Regions from separate parts of the Macaca mulatta genome. Here region 2 is linked to region 1. A link is a contact called in public Hi-C data. All regions are on one chromosome and are shown on one strand. The core of a region is the stretch at or near the end of the contact, and the rest is flanking DNA. Distances in the headings are between cores, read along the strand shown.

Region 1 (3,335 bases), core at 323-2,822:
GCCACTGTTCTAGACCTAATCCTGCCCTCATGGAGCGCAGACCCAAGGAGGAAGGCAGGCAGGATCCAGAAGTCTTATTTAATCTGTTTTTTTTGTTTTTTTTTTTTTTTTTTGAGATGGAGTCTCACTCTGTCGCCAAGCTGGAGTGCAGTGGTGTGATCTTTGCTCACTGCAACCTCTGCCTCCCGGGTTTAAGCGATTCTCCTGCCTCAGCCTCCGGGGTAGCTGGGATTACAGGCACCTGCCACCATGCCCAGCTAATTTTTGTATTTTTAGTGGAGATGGGGTTTCACCATATTGGCCAGGCTGGTCTCGAACTCCTGACTTCAAGTGATCCGCCCGCCTCGGCCTCCCAAAGTGCTGGGATTATAAGCGTGAGCCACTGCGCCCAGCTCCCTCATTAATCTTGAGTGCATTTACCCCTAGGCTCTCTCTGTCCAAGGACGGAATTTTAGTCTTCACAGTAGGAAATCACCCGTGGGGATCTGTATGTTTATACAGGGATCCTGCTCCCTCACTAGCCGGGAGCAGGGCCCCCTGCTGGGTTGGTTGGTTGCTGCTGCCCCAAAGCCTGGTCACAGTGCCCAGCACATAGTAAGTAGACACTTGGTAAAGAGATGTAAAATGAGCTAATAAACAAAACGATGGCGCAAAAGCAGGCTCTGCGAGCACGATTTCGCGGAATCCTAGGTGTGTGTCGTTACCCACTTTGCAGAGGAGGAAATTGAGACTCAGGAAGGCAAAGCCCCATCGCAGCTCAGTGCTATGTGGTTATGGGATGTAGCAGAAGAAGCAAGGGTAGCCCCAAAAAACGTTCCCAATTCCCGCAACCCCCCCCCATCCACATCACAGGCAGGAGACACATAGCAGGGTTTGCACCGATGGGGGGTGGGGTAGGGACCGGGGACAGAGCGACAGTGCAAAGCAACTTAGGGGTCTCTCTCCTCAGTCCCCAGGGCTGGAGGTGCTGTGCTGGCAGATTAGGAAATGCTCGGCGTTGATGGGGAAGCTTCCGGCGCCCTATCCCCGGTTCTGGAAGCTGAGGCTCCGGGAACGCTGTTTTGCTGAAGCTGGGCAGCTCCAGTCTCCAGAGCCAGGAAGAGACCCCCGCGCCGATCCGGGAATCCCTGACATCTCGGATTCTCTCCCAACACCCCCATGCTGCTGACCGGGCCGAAGCCCTGAAGGGCATACGGTGGGGGTGGGGGTATGGCTTTCTTGGGGAGCCGGGGAACTCCCTACAGTCCTGGCCCCCTCCCACCATGGCACCGGGTCCCCCTCCCCACCGCAGCTCGCAGCCCCAAGCTTACCTTGCGGGGGGGCTGGGGAGGGGATGCCCCGCCCTCTCTGGCCTGGGGGGCGGGAGGGGACGGGGGTGTCCAGACCCTTTGTTTGCTGGTGTGTGTGTATGTGTGTGTGCGATTGTGAGAGCCGCCGGGGTGTGGGTCCGTGCGCGCGCGTGCCCGGGCCGTGACAGCCACTGATGTGCTGGACTGCCAGGGTAGAGGTGAAGAGGGAGGGGGAGGAGATGGGGACTCCTCCGCCCCTGGCCGCCCACTCGCGGGTTTGAATGAAGCGCGAGGGGGAGGGGCGGCAGCGGGAGGGCGTTTTTGTCCGATGGCCCCTCCCCCTCCATGCACTGGGGAATTCCCCCCATCTGGAGACTTTCGCTCGCTCTCTCCGGGCACCGCCTGCGACGTCGGCTCCAGGGGAGACTGGGAAGAGGCGCCCCTCACCCGAGTGGCTGGAGCTCCTCCTATCCAGCCTGACCCCCGATGGAGCACCCTTTAATCTAAAATAATCCTGGCCCGAGACTGCAACGCGGCCTATTATCCTGGTATAAAAGCGCGGATTGGGATGCGTGGAAGTGTGAGGCCAGGGCCCTGCATGCTTAGAGTAATGGAGTCCTTAGAGCCCCGGCGGAGGAAGGGTACCCCCAGACAAACGGGGAGGGACTATGCGTGACCCCAGACTGTGACGAAAAGGAAAGCCCCCTTCCACCCCTCCAAGATTCCCCCACCAAGCGCGGGACCAGGAATACGCGCCGTAGGCTAGACTCTAGCGACACCCAGCGGTCACGCGGGGTGGGGCGCCGAGACCCGTTATGGGGGGTCCGGGTGATTCCAAAGTGTGTGTGTGTGTGTGTGTGTGTGTGTGTATGTGCGCGCGCGCGAGTCCTTGCTGCTAATGGCCGGAGCTGGAGGACGAGGAGAAGGCTCCCAAGGCAGAGCCACAATCTCCCCTCTATGTTTAACCCCTCAAGGGGAGGGCCATACCACCCTCGATTTAGACACCCCCAGGGCAGGTCCAGTCCTCCTCGGGCTGAGAAAGTCCCAGGAGTCGTCAGGCGCCCCTCTCCAGAGCAGGCTTAGGTCCCCGTTTACGAAGGGCAGGGGGAGGGCCTTCCCGCCGTGTCCGTACCCCTTGCAGACGTCACTGCGGCGTAGCTGAGGGGACAGTCCTCTTAGTCTCATCAACCGTCCTCTCCCTGCCACCCCAAACGCCCACCGTGGAGAGGCGGGAGATGAGGGGGGCTAGGAGTTGAAGTGCCCACTCGTATGCCCCCAGGAGACCTAGCGGAGCCCCTGCGCCCGATAAGGTGGAGTCTCTGCGGGAACTCCAGGGGACTGGAACGCTTGCGCAAGGCCCTTTAAGGCAGAATGGGTAGCCAGTGCCGCTGCCGCGGTTACTAGGGATGTGACGTCAGGCATGGGCGGGGTTTCCCCCGCACTCGGGCGGAAGCGGAAGGGGCGGGGCTCCGCGCACCAAGTCTCCAGCGCCGCCGCCGTCGCCGCCAACCGAGCCGTAGCGGGCTGGGCCGCCAAGGCAAGATGGTGGACTACAGCGTGTGGGACCACATTGAGGTGTCTGATGATGAAGACGAGACGCACCCCAACATCGACACGGCCAGCCTCTTCCGCTGGCGGCATCAGGTAAGGCGCGCGCGCCCATCCCTTTCCCCACTCCCGGACCCCGCTCCAGAGTTGTGGTCCCCGATACTGCCTAGGGACCCCACTGTTCACACCTAGGATTCTCACCCCCTCAGTCTGGACTTTCAGGAGCCTCGATTCAACTCCAGGACCCCAGTACCACTGGTACCCTGAGTCCTTGCTCGGGATCTCCCCCCAACCCCCTGCTCCGATTTTTGCGTGGGATTCCCTATTCACCCCCTAGAACTTCTTCAGTCTGGACTCCCTTAGACGAGTCTCCCTAATTCTGTTCGGAGTTAACATTTACACCCAGAACTCTGCCTCAAAGTTTGGTCCCCAAATTCTTCTAGATGATCCCTCATCCTATTCGGGTATCCACTCCCTATCTGGGATCTCACGTCGCCC
Region 2 (3,335 bases), core at 567-3,066, 73 kb before region 1:
CACCTGACCTCCGGTGATCCACCCAACTCAGGCTACCAAAGTGCTGGGATTACAGGCGTGAGCCACCACACCTGACAATTTTTTTTTTTTTTTTTTTTTGAGACGGAGTCTCACGCTGTTGCCCAGGCTGGAGTGCAGTGGCGCGATCTCGGCTCACTGCAAGCTCCGCCTCCTGGGTTCACGCCATTCTCCTGCCTCAGCCTCCTGAGTAGCTAGGACTACAGGCGCCCGCCACCGCGCCCAGCTAATTTTTTGTATTTTTAGTAGAGACGGGGTTTCACTGTGGTCTCGATCTCCTGACCTTGTGATCCGCCCGCCTCGGCCTCCCAAAGTGCTGGGATTACAGGCTTGAGCCACCGCGCCCGGCCCCACACCTGACAATTTTTTAAAAATGTAAATCTGTGTGGAAGTGTCTAAAAAAATTAATATTACGGGAGGCTGAGGCAGGAGAATGGCGTGAACCCGGGAGGCGGAGCTTACAGTGAGCCGAGATCAGGCCACTGCACTCTAGCCTGGGCCACAGAGCCAGACTCCCTCTCAAAACATACATACATACATACATACATACATACATACATACATACATAAAATTAATATTGGCTCAGTGAATGAAATAGTCAGAGATTTGTTTTGTCTGCCTTAACTGAGTATATATAGAAGTTGTTTAAAAATTTTGTAGTTAACAGGCAAATTCTTTTTCTTTTCTTTTTTTTTTTGAGATGGAGTCTCACTCTATTGCCCAGGCTGGAATACAGTGGTGTGATCTCAGCTCTCTGAAACCTCCACCTCCGGGATTCAAGCGATTCTCCTACCTCGGCCTCTGGAGTAGCTGGGATTACAGGCGCATACCGCCACTCCCGGCTCATTTTTGTATTTTTTAGTAGAGGCGGGTTTTTCACCATGTTGGCCAGGCTGGTCTCGAACTTCTGATCTCATATGATAACCCACCTCGGCCTCCCAAAGTTCTGGGATTACGGGCATGAGCCACCGCGCCCGGCCCTAAATGACTTCTCATGTGACATAGTGGGTTCCTTTAACAGCTAGTTTCGGTTTCTCCCCATCTTCGCGGGGTGAGCTGAGTCTTTTGCCTTCCCCTCTGCTCAGCTGGGGGCAAGGGACACAGGGGGTCTTTGGGACTTCTATCTATGGGGGTCACCGAAGCCTTGCAGGGGTCGACCTTAAACTGGAAAGGAGGAAGGGACTGATCTCAGAAAAAGAGGGGATGACAGATCCCTTCTGAGTGTGCGGAGGACAATGATAGGAAACACTCTGGAAATGGGGGAACAGCACCAGGCCCCTTCTCGGGAAGAAGAAACAACGCTGGGAAGCCTTGAGGAAGGGGGACGCTCTGGGGTCCCCTCAGGAGGGGATAATGGCATGGGGGTCCCCGCCAGGAAGAGCGGATGAAGTCTGGGTTTCCCGCAGGAAGAAAGGACAATGCGGTGCTGGCCATCAGGACAGGGGAGTGACAGCAGGTTCCCTCAAGAAGGGCGGATGACGCCAGGATCCCCCTCAGGAAGTAAGGACGACTCTAGGGTCACTCAGAAAAAAGGGATGACTCCAAGTGTCCCCTTTTGGAACGGGCGACTGATGTCAGGATATTCTCGGGAAAAGGAGGACGATGCCGGGGTCTGCCGAAGAGAGTAGGAACGACGCTGGGGCCACTTTCAGCGGGAGTGGCAGGATCCCCTCAACCACTTTGGGGTCCGTGGCGCCCGCTGTCGGTCGAGAGCCTTTGGCTCCGCACGCCTCGCTTCGCTCAGCCCTCGGCTTCCATGGGCGAGGCGGCCGCGCCTCTCATTGGCTGCCTTTTCAAGTGATGACAGTTACATCAGCCAATCGTAGTCGGGAAAAAAAAACTCCCGCTCGTTCTCGCCACGCCTCCCACCTGTTCTGCGCGTGCGCCGGGTCCCTATCTAGCACTCCCGTCCCCGACCCCCCCTCCCCGAGCCCTACTCTAGGCGGCGCTCACGGTCTTCGACTCCCAGCCCTGCCTCCTTCCCTGCCTATGCCTGTGACCCTTTTTATAATAATAGTACCTACTTAATAGGGCTGTTGTGAGCATTTACCCCGATGATTTACGTAAAACAAACAGGGCTTGTCACATAACAACCTCTCGGTAAACCTGAGCTATTGTTATTTGGATTTTTTTTTTTTTTTTTTGAGACGGAGTCTCACTCTCGCCCAAACTGGAGTGCAGTGGCACGATCTCGGCTCACTGCAACCTCCGCCTCCCGGGTTCAGGCAATTCTCCTGCCTCAGCCTCCTGAGTAGCTGGGATTACAGGCGCCCGCCACCACGCCCAGCTAATTTGTTGTTTGGATTTTACAGTGGGGGAAACTGAGGAAAGGGAAGGGGAAGGGGAAAGGAAGGGAGAAAGAAAAGAAAGAGAGGGGGAGAGAGAGAGAGGAGGGGGGGTGGGGGGGGAGAGAGAGAGAGAGAGAGAGAAAGAGAAAGAGAGAAAGAGAAAGACATGTCTCACTATGTCACCCAGGCTGGTTTTGAATTCCTGGGTTCCGATGATCCTCCCACCTCAGCCTCCAAAAGTGCTGAGATTCCAGGCAAGAGCCACTGCGCCCAGCTGGCTATGTTTTTGATAAATATTGTCAGACCATTCCTGGAAAGCTGTATGTTCTAGCTTCCATGAACAGAAATGAGCTGTGAAAATGCTTTGCAAAAGAAAATAAAAAAATAAATGTCTTATTTTGATTTGCATTGACTTTTTTTTTTTTTTTTTGAGATGGAGTTTCGCTCTTGTTGCCCAGGCTGGAGTGCAGTGGCGTGATCTCAGCTTACTGCAACCTCCACCTCCCAGGTTCAAGGGACTCTCCTGCCTCAGCCTCCGGAGTAGCTGGGATTACAGATGTGCGCCACCACACCCGGCTAATTTTTGTATTTTTAGTAGAGACTGGGCTTCATCTTGTTGGTCAGGCTGGTCTCGAACTCCTGACCTCAGATGATCCACCTGCTTCAGCCTCCCAAAGTGCTGGGATTACAGGCGTGAGCCACCACACCTGGCCCGCACTGACATGTTTTTGTTATTAAAGAGGGAGAAATACTACCTACATCTCAAGATTTCGTACACCTGAAATAACATAAAAGTATGGGGACAGCTATCACTGTTGAACAGGCACTGGGTGAAGCGAGGTCCTCGTCTTATTTCCTTGAATTTTCTCCATATTGTGCTATCTCATCCCAGCCCTCAGTTTCTTCAACTGCAAAATGGAACCAATGATAGCTCATTCTCAAGAACAGCTGGAGAGTCAAGAGATAATCCTCTTGAAAAGTTTAGCACAGGACAGAGCCCTCTAAAGGCTGGGAGAGGCGAAGCCATT

Evidence for each region. A called contact is a pair of places that touch in the nucleus more often than the background predicts.
Region 2: a Hi-C map of CD4 T cells shows a contact between it and region 1, with 5 times the contacts expected there. The contact joins the enhancer-like site here to the promoter of PDE4A in region 1. A contact is called at or near these places in 7 of 14 Hi-C or Micro-C datasets (CD4 T cells, blood, cortical neurons and 3 more).

Annotation. Positions count from the first base shown.
Region 1 is chr19:11,132,011-11,135,345 of T2T-MMU8v2.0, reverse strand. It overlaps PDE4A (phosphodiesterase 4A), which reads right to left and starts at 1,572. Exons shown (of 17, transcript XM_028839945.2): 1 at 1,311-1,572. It overlaps CDC37 (cell division cycle 37, HSP90 cochaperone), which reads left to right and starts at 2,768. Exons shown (of 8, transcript XM_077977429.1): 1 at 2,768-2,933. The coding sequence starts at 2,832. LOC144336672 (a long non-coding RNA gene) reads left to right here. Exons shown (of 2, transcript XR_013408930.1): 2 at 412-1,428.
Region 2 is chr19:11,205,417-11,208,751 of T2T-MMU8v2.0, reverse strand. No RefSeq gene overlaps it. Among named protein-coding and RNA genes, the nearest start is that of KEAP1, 20 kb to the left of the region's middle. Within about 2 kb of position 1,816, at least 25 of the 40 cell types and tissues checked have an H3K27ac peak or open chromatin away from gene starts, as enhancers often do. A contact at or near this core is called in CD4 T cells, blood, fetal cortex germinal zone and 1 more, where this site is marked.